Regions from separate parts of the Oryzias latipes genome. Here regions 1 and 3 are each linked to region 2. The links are chromatin contacts, called in public Hi-C maps. All regions are on one chromosome and are shown on one strand. Each heading gives the region's core, a stretch centred on a gene start, on an enhancer-like site or on the middle of the called end of the contact. The rest is flanking DNA. Distances are from core to core; before and after follow the strand shown. Region 1 holds the start of LOC101171356 (neuronal PAS domain-containing protein 4-like). Region 2 holds the start of LOC101172103 (phosphofurin acidic cluster sorting protein 2-like). Region 3 holds the start of srf (serum response factor).

Region 1 (2,930 bases), core at 416-2,915, 210 kb before region 2:
GTCCTGCCATATCTGCACGGTTCTCTCACCCACTCAAGTTCTAGTTCTCCTCTCCCGGGGCAAAGGAGGCCCCAGGCCGGCGGAGGCGACAAAAGATGAGTTAAAGGAGCACCAGCTCGTCCAGGTTAGACGTTCCAGCTGTTCTTCTACAACCCGTGGAAGCTGCTGGAGGAGAAAGTCCTAAACCCTGGTGTGACTGTGTCATGGTAGCAGCCTTTGAGCCAAGCAATGGCCATGAACATCATCTATTCATCTGCAAAGAGACCAATTCAGAGGAAGCCTGGGCTGACAGTTAAAGTCTTTTGAAGACAAACTCCCAAAGCTGCTCGGAAATCCAAAAAAAAAAGTCAATAACTGAAGTCTAAAGTGGGATTGTGTTTAATGGTTGCCTTTGAATCTGAAATCATTAAGGACCCCACTGTTTAGGCCTGACAGTAGAAAGAAAACAAACATCAACAGTTTGTCGTTGATTTTACAGAGTTTCTTTTGTGATAAAGACATAAAAATGCATCAATATCGTGTTTTTCAAAATAAAGTACCAGGTTTCCTGGATAAAATATTGGGCCTATAATAAATAAATCATAACACTCCCTCAGTTCTTAACGAACGGCCAACATTCTGTTCTTACTGTGAACTAAGACTATTTATCCTCATGGGATTTGCTTTGGAGCAATTGCTCGTTGTGGTTGCATGCAACCGCTTGATGCAACGCTTTTAAATAAATCTAAAGAATTGTTTTTTTGAGAGCAACAAAATGTCTACATTAGCACTTTGAAAAATTCAAAAATTCTCTTTTGAAAATTTCTTTTTAAACTAATGCTTCTGCCCTCATCCGACCCCCCAGGGACTCGGACTCCTGTGCAGCAGATCAGACCCGTGAAGCATCAGTGTCCTCTGAGCTGCCGCTTCAAAAAGCAAAGATCTTTCTGATCGTCGGTCCGTGTTCATTTATGCAACACTTCTTGCATCACTAGAGGATATCTGGAGGGAAGCAGGAATCCTCATTCAGGACTGTTGGCATGCATTTCCTGCCGCATGAGGAATGCTGCAGACCGTCTCTGCTCCATCAGTCCTTTAAGATCAGACAGAAAATATATTTAAAATACTGGAAAGATTTAGAGGTTTGTCTCTTGCTTTACTTTCTGTGCAGCTTTTTTTCCCCCATCATCCCTTTATTTGTAGAGCACCGTTCAATAACACATTTAGAACCAAAGTGCTTGACATAAAGGTATATGTTAAAACAATAAAATGTCCTAAAACTCCATCCTTTACCCCCTTTCAGGGTCCCAGGGTACATGGGGTACATGTCACTCCCACATGCACACCTATGGGGACAGCTTAGAAAAACCAATTACCCAGGTGAAGCATGTCTTTGGACTGTGGGAGGACGCCGGAGCGCCTGGACAAAACCCACACAGGCCGGGAGAACCTGCAAACTGCACACAGAAGGTTACCTAGTCTGGATTTGAACCAGGGCCTGAGAGTGCTAACCACTGCTCCACATGCAAAAACAAAAATGATCAAAAGTCAAGTGAGCATATCCAAAATTCTCTTTGTTTTTTGTTGAGTTTCAACAAGTGTGGAAAGAGCAGAACCTGAGGATCCGAGAGTTCTGGGGGATTTGTTTGGACTGAGGAGAGCTGAGAATAGTCTGGTCCTGATCCGGGCCTAAAGGGTCAAAAAGATGAATGGAGAAGGAAACCCAGACCGAACTTTGAAATGTTTTGACACATCCATGCATGGGATGTGTCAAACACACCTGTGTCTATGTTAAGAAGGCGGACCTGTCATGGAAAGGCAGGAATAAACTTAATGACATAAAACCTGTAAGTTTTTTAAAGTTTTGAATCAATCAAGAATTGATTATTACTATTGAAATTCAGATCTTCAACTTGTCCGTCAGTTTATGGAGGGATGAAAGCTGTGGAGTTTCTGCATTTATTTAGGATCTGAGGCCAGAAATGTAGTTTTTAATTTGAGACCCTGTGGACTGAAACTCCGATGTAACCCGGGTTATTTATAGCGCGTTTCCACTAAATCCGAAGGGGACGCTTTGGATACGGGTCGCACTGCCCTCCTGGGGGCTTTTCTCTGCCCCGCGTGGCCGCCGCTGTCTGTCGGCTTTGGGGCTACATGAGGAGGAGCGCGCGCGCGCTGGTAGGTCCATGAGGTCACGCGCTCAACTCATTTATGCAGCAGTCTGACTGGTTTACTTTGGATGATGCATGGTTTTTCCCGCCGCCAGGTCCCAGCCTGCCTCTGTGGTGCAGCTCGTGCACATGTCACGCCAGGGCTCCGTGCACGTCCCACCTGCGGCGGGAGGAGCGGCGCGCGCCCTGCAGGAAGCTCAGGTGAGGGATGCTCCTCCTCTCTGCTCCTCTGGGAGTCCGCGGCTGAGTTTTTGTAAACACGGGATGAGGAGCTGATGAGCCGACCTCATCCTCACTGTGTGACGTGGGACCCGGTCTCAGAAGCCCCGCCTCCCTCTGTGTGTGACGCCCACGCTGAAGCGGCGGCTATAAAAAGCCCGGGCTTTCTGAGGATGGAGCCAGACAGACACTGACCACGCAGGCGAGAGGCCCAGACGAAGCTGCTGCTGACTCTCCTATCGGCCGTTTCCATAGCAACCCCCGCATCAGTTCAGCCCAATTAAGTCATCCCTTGTCCTCATTTCTTTGGATCTAAAGGAAGAAGATGGATTTGGATCAGATTTCTGAAAACCAGCCGGGCTGTTGACTTGTTTGTCGTCTCCGTTTACCCCACCTCTCACCCGAGTGACCATGGTGTCCCACAGATCCACCAAGGGAGCGTCCAAAGCCCGGCGAGACCACATCAACCATGAGATCAGGAATATGCGCGCTCTGCTCCCCATTTCCCAGGAGGACCAGGAGCGTCTGTCCTACCTTCACTCCATGGCTGCCATCTGTACC
Region 2 (2,851 bases), core at 77-2,576:
TGTCTCCTAACATGAGCAAAGTTTTTGTTTCATATATTGCTGTTGAAATCACGATCAAGAGGCCCAGTGGGATCTACCGTTCCTCCAGAATGCACACATTTTAATTACTGAGTAAAATATTAGTAAAAAGTTGATCTTCTTTCAGCTCACTGTATTGTTAGCGTCCATTTGAAGCAAAACAAATGTTTGGTTTCTGTCCAAGGAGAAAACAGAAAAACAAGTATTTGTACGGCCTTCATATACTTTTTACATTGGGTCTAAAACAAAAAAATCATATTCAGATTTGGATTAAAATGAATAAAAAGGGAAAAAGGATGATGAACCATGCCCCAAAGTAGACTTATTTAGCTCATATCTGCCTAAAATGAGATTAAAATGGTGTCTTGTATTTATACTGCCAAGTTTTTATTCATCCCCCAAAAAGCAAAAGTTCAGTCATATCTATATATACACACACACACACACACACACACACACACATATATATATATATATATAAACAAATTGATTGATTGAATATATAACAATAATACAAAGACGTGTTGTATTTTTCTGCAGGACGATCTTGCGGCTCTTAAAAAGTTTTGGTTCATGAGAAGCCGGCTTCAGTGTTGAAGGTTGCAGACGCCTGCCCTGGTGTGATGGTTGGGTCATTTCTGGAATTTGGTCTTAAAACTAAACCGTATTTTTACTCCATTGAATTGAATCGTGGGGAAAGTGAATCTTTGCTATTGCATACCAGTATGTTTACACTGAAGGTGTCAAACTCATAAGAACACGTAAGAAGGATTTTTTGTTTATTGTTTTATTACATTACACCAAGCCACCAAGCAAACTGAAAGGTCGTCCTGATTCTTACTTGCTTATTAGCTCATTTAAAATGTTTTCTTGAATTTATTTATTTATTTATTTTTTTGCTTTTCCTTTGTAATGAAAAAAAACACATGTCAAAACGAAACAAAACCGAGACCCAAAAATCAAGGTTTGAACCGAATTGTGGGGAAAATGAATTGTTGCACCCCCTATGTAATGCAAAGTGTGGTGATGCAGGGATGCCCTGCCCTCGCTACTTTTCACATCAGAAATATTAATTTTAAATAAAGCTAAAAAAAATTGAATACATGTTTATGTTAAATGGCTTTAAGCCTTTAAGGTGTGGTGAGATGCATCTTTAGGGGCCTGCTGCTCACTGGACGCCCCGCCCCGCTGCTCCCTTTCTGAGCCATAGGCCCCGCCCGGCTAGTTCCTTTCTCAGTGGTATGCCCCGCCCCGTTGCTCCCATTCCGTGTGACAGGCCCCGCCCCGCTGCTCCCTTTCTCAGTGACAGGCCCCGCCCCGCCCATCACCATCCACAGTCGATGAAGGGAAGCTGGGAGACCGAACGAACAGGAGCAGGCGGTACAGGGCTTAGCGGCTCCCGCGTTTGTCCGACCCTTTACTAGAACTGCTCCCAGGCAGTAGCGGTAATGATGGCGGCGGCTGTGGAGAGAGGAGGCGTGCGGGCCGCTTTCCTGAACCCGGGCAGCGGCGGTGGACCCTCACCGACCACCCTCCCGACAGGAGCGCTAGCCGGGGCTGTGGTCATGGGCTCCGGCTCGGGCAGCATGCCTGTACCCATGAACCTCTTTGCAACCTGGGAGATTGATCGCTCATCCCCCAGCTGCGTTCCGAGGTAAAACTCCTCATTGTCCCAACAGAGCACACATCACCTGCAGGGTTTGGAGAGAAGGAAACAGATATAAATAAAAATAACGGCAAAAAAAAAACGCCCACCGCAACACATCCTAAACACTGTCGGATTGGCTAACTGGCAAGCTAGCTAGCAAGGTGGCTAATGCTAATGCTACCTAGCAAATAGGACGGGCGCTTAACGTCTCGTTTTGAAATATACTTTAATCTTTTTTTATTTAATCGCAATAAATGTATATATTTAGTGCTTTTGAAGTTTGGCAACATGACGACGCCTTAATTTCACAGAAGCAGTTGAAGTGCCTGGAGTGTTAGTGTAAACATGGGGTGTAATCAATTTGTTTAGAGACCGTTAGATGAACTAGCAAACAAAAGTTCCGTCGGAACTGCGGCGGTCGTCCGCGCGCAGGCTGCGCGAGCCGCGTGCTCCTGCGGCCACGCGCCCGCTGAGATTTACGGAGCGCCCGCCACCTAATAGCTACATAACGGGTCTATAAATACAGGGACATGGATGCCGGCGGCATAATTGGCATCCTTTTCGTCCTGGCTGCAGCGAGCAGCTGGCTGGCCCTGTACATCAACACAACTCTGTGGTTGTTTGTTTGTTTTCATGTTTGTGTCAAAGCATCAGCAGAAACACAACCAAAAGGGGAAAATAGAAATTACATTTTGGTCGTTTTGTGGTTGCAAAGGTTCTCACCCTCAGGCTGTTCATCAGTTTTGTTTTGTTGACACGTTTTGTCGTCACTGCTTTACTTTGCAGGTTTTTTTGTTTCACAAGTAAGTGTGCAGTTTTGCCACCTGACCAAAAAACCTCTGGGGGGGCTGCAGGCGCATTAATCAGCTTTGACCCAGATCTGCTTCACTCATTGGAACAGAAGTTGGCTTGTGAGGGGAGGGTTTCCTTTGCTGTGAGCGTGCATGTGCGCTTGTTTGCACGCTGTTGCTTTTGCATCTGCATAACTGGAAGATGACGTGCTCGATTAACTTGCAGACATGCTGAGCTTTGAAATCCATATGTGAAAACTGTCCTGTTGTGGAAAAATGGCACATTTGGAAGCAACAGGGGAAAAATGCTTTTTTTAAGTGACTGTGTCCTAAAGGTTTTATGGACAAAGATCACGCCAGTGCAGTCATGCATTTTGCACTAATCATATCTACT
Region 3 (3,151 bases), core at 589-3,088, 140 kb after region 2:
CAACGATTTTAACAGCTGAAAAAACATTTCTTTCTGTATTATTTAAAATCTTTTGCTGTCTAAATATGAGCAGAAATGGAGTCAAAGTGCTCTTCCTGCACGCTCCAGCTCGTGGCAGAGTCGACGGCCTCTGCTCGCAGCTGCGTGGTTAAAAATAACGAGTGATGTCATGTTGGCGACACTTCTGTTCACACTCTGACACTTGAAGAGTTCTAGAAGACATAAAAAAGTATCGGGGATGTAAACAGAACATGGAAATGTGGTTCTGAGGATTCGAGTCAGAACCACAAGAGGTGGCCGTGCAGTAACCTAAACAGCCACTAGGGGGAGGTGTTTTTATGTAGAAATGGATTTAGTTTAAAAAAGAACATGGTCTCAAAAATCAGTGTTTAAGTGTTCTAACATTTCATAATTAGGTTTAATATTCATTGTTATCAAAGCTTGTGGAATTTCATAAATATTTGCCAGATAAGTTTTCAGTCATTCTTGATTATTTCTAAATCCATCCATCGTTGAGGGAAACTAGTAGCTCTTGGGCCCGTTTTGATCTTGTTTTTAAACTTTTTAAACCTATTTTTAAAAAGAAAGTTCTTTATGCTCATGTTTAAACTAATGTAGTTTCCTGTTGACTTCCATGACAAGTTTAACCTGACATATATACATATATGCACACCGTGATGATGACGATGGATTTATCCTTTAATTTCTTAGTTTGAGCTCAGATTTGTCTTTTTTTTTTTTTGATGGAACATAACTTTACTTTTTCTAAATTCCATTTTTGAAATCTTTGAAGTTCTGCTCATCATCTTCTGCCCTATTTTCAAAGTCTTCCTAGTGGCCTTTTAAAAGTGATGATGCCGTTTTTAGCCTAAAACAAATCTGTGTCGTCTTCCACCGAGGCTGTTAATGTGGAGCCACCCCGCCCCCTTTCCCATCACTGTTCTGAAAGCCTAGACCAGCTTGTGACCACCCAGCATATTTATGAATCCTTTTCAAACAGCATCTTTTCTTCTGCTCCTGATTCACAGCGATTTGAACAAAGAAATGAAATGTCAATTAGAAAAAAGCCACATTTTTTTGGGGGGGGGGGGGGGGTTCTTTAGGTTGGGTGGTGTTGGGCTGTAGCTGCTCCAGATTTGGCTGATTTAATAAAGTTTTTTTTTTTTTTTTTTTTAACAGGAACCTTTAGAATAAGAGGAATATGGTTTTGGACCAGTTTTGACCTTGAAGCTCTTTTCCATCCGTGACCTTTAGACTCAGTTTGGTGACCTCAGCTCATTGGTCCAGCCGTCATAATAAAGGTAGACCAACAGGTGAGTTTGAGGCCCGAGCAGACTGAAATAAATCACCACGCGCTTTTTGTTGTACTTTTTGTTTTTCACGTTATTTTATTGTTGGCTTGTAATGTTTTTTTTTCTACATTTGTGTTGATGGGGACAAATGTTTGAATTACAAACTGCGTAACAAAAAACTCAAATAATCTGTAACGGAAAACTTTGTGTTTTTGTTGCGCTTTTCGGCGACATGAGCGTTGACTGTGACGTTGACATCACTGCAACCATTTTGGTATTTATTCAAATGAGCTTCTATTATCGTCCAATCACTGCTTTAGTCAGATAATCTTCAACCAATCAGCAGGCGACGTTGTGACTCACCAAATAAGGAGAGACAGCACCATATAAGGAAACGTTGTATCTCTTTATAAGGAGGAAAGTAGTTCCCTGGCTCTCGTATCACTCCGCCGTGGCGATAACTTTTTAAAATGCGGGATCATTTTATGCATTTCTGATCCACGTAAACTAAATAATGTAAATAAAGCGACGCCTTCACGTTTTCGCGTGAGTACATAGGGTGTTATATTCGGCCTTTTTTTTTTTGCTCACACGGCGAACTATGTGACGCAGCGGAGTCATATCGACGGAGCTGTTCGCGCTTTCCTTTTTGAGAAAGTACGGAGAGTTTTGGAAATAGAGGAGGAGTGTGGACCGAACGGAGCCGGGTTCGCGGGTCCGGGGGCAGCGTCACTCTCAAAGTCTGGGTCACTAATGTCTCGTAGCGTCCAAATCAACTGAGCGCTTTGTTTACATTGCGTGGCCCCGGCGCGTGCGGTATATATCAGGAGGCACTCACGCAACGCCACGCTCCAGCTTCTCCAGCTGGTGTCTCGGGACTCGGTCGGTCACCTAAATATAATGTTACCCAGCCAGGCTGGATCGGTACCATCTGGAAACGGGTCCGCGTCCGGCAAGGGCAGCACCGGTCACAGTTCGGGGGTTGTCGGCGGCGGGATTCGCCCCGTCCTGGTCCGACCGGGGCTAAGCGACGGCGCGGGCGCTGCGGGGCGACACGCCGGGGACAGGGACGCGGTTGGGATGCTCGGAGCCAACGGTCCAGGCGGCTCGAGGGCCGCGAGACCGGGAAACGGGACCGGAGGGAACCCCCTGCAGGCTGCCGTACCGGGACACATGGTGGGGCTGAACGCGGGCGTCGTGCTGCCCATGGGGGCCCGGTTCGACCCGGAGCGGGTGTGCAGCGGCTCCGACAACGACTCTGAGTCCGGGGACGACGACGACCCGGTGGGGTCACTCGGGGACAGCAGGAGAGGGGTGAAGCGGGAGAGGGGGGAGATGATGGAGGCTGCGGCGGCGGGGCAGGAGGCGGGAGTCACCCCCGGAGATTACGGCATGGTGTCCGGGGGAGTCGCCGGGGCAAAGCCCGGGAAGAAGACCCGGGGGCGCGTGAAGATTAAGATGGAGTTTATAGACAACAAGTTACGGAGGTACACGACCTTCAGCAAGAGGAAGACGGGCATCATGAAGAAGGTGAGTGTGTGAGGCGCGTGCACGCTCATTGATTGATTAAGATGATTGGTTCATTGATTTGTGAGCTGACAGCTCCCTCAGAGGAGGAAAGCATGTCCAGAGTTTGGGTCTGGAAGTTCTGACATCCTCCTCAGAGGATGCAGGATCCCGGTTCTGCTTGTGACGAAGTTCACCCCACATAACTGTATGCAGCTGCATGCATGCATGCATGGAGCTGCATGCATGCATGCATGCATGGAGCTGCATGCATGCATGCATGCATGTATGCAGCTGCCACATGGCTTGCAGGCCTGCATGTGCCAACAGCTGACTAAACCCCCGGGAACCGG

What was found. Hi-C and Micro-C count contacts between places; a contact is called where the count stands out from the background.
Region 1: a contact with region 2 is called in a Hi-C map of gastrula embryo, with 2.2 times the contacts expected there. The contact joins the promoter of LOC101171356 here to the promoter of LOC101172103 in region 2. A contact is called at or near these places in 3 of 5 Hi-C or Micro-C datasets (embryo and gastrula embryo).
Region 3: a contact with region 2 is called in a Hi-C map of gastrula embryo, with 1.6 times the contacts expected there. The contact joins the promoter of srf here to the promoter of LOC101172103 in region 2. A contact is called at or near these places in 3 of 5 Hi-C or Micro-C datasets (embryo and gastrula embryo).

What each region holds. Positions count from the first base shown.
Region 1 is chr15:28,699,506-28,702,435 of ASM223467v1, forward strand. It overlaps LOC101171356 (neuronal PAS domain-containing protein 4-like), which reads left to right and starts at 1,666. Exons shown (of 8, transcript XM_011484724.3): 1 at 1,666-2,930. The coding sequence starts at 2,781.
Region 2 is chr15:28,905,085-28,907,935 of ASM223467v1, forward strand. It overlaps LOC101172103 (phosphofurin acidic cluster sorting protein 2-like), which reads left to right and starts at 1,327. Exons shown (of 24, transcript XM_023962982.1): 1 at 1,327-1,672. The coding sequence starts at 1,467.
Region 3 is chr15:29,041,892-29,045,042 of ASM223467v1, forward strand. srf (serum response factor) reads left to right here and starts at 1,839. Exons shown (of 8, transcript XM_011484747.3): 1 at 1,839-2,822. The coding sequence starts at 2,193.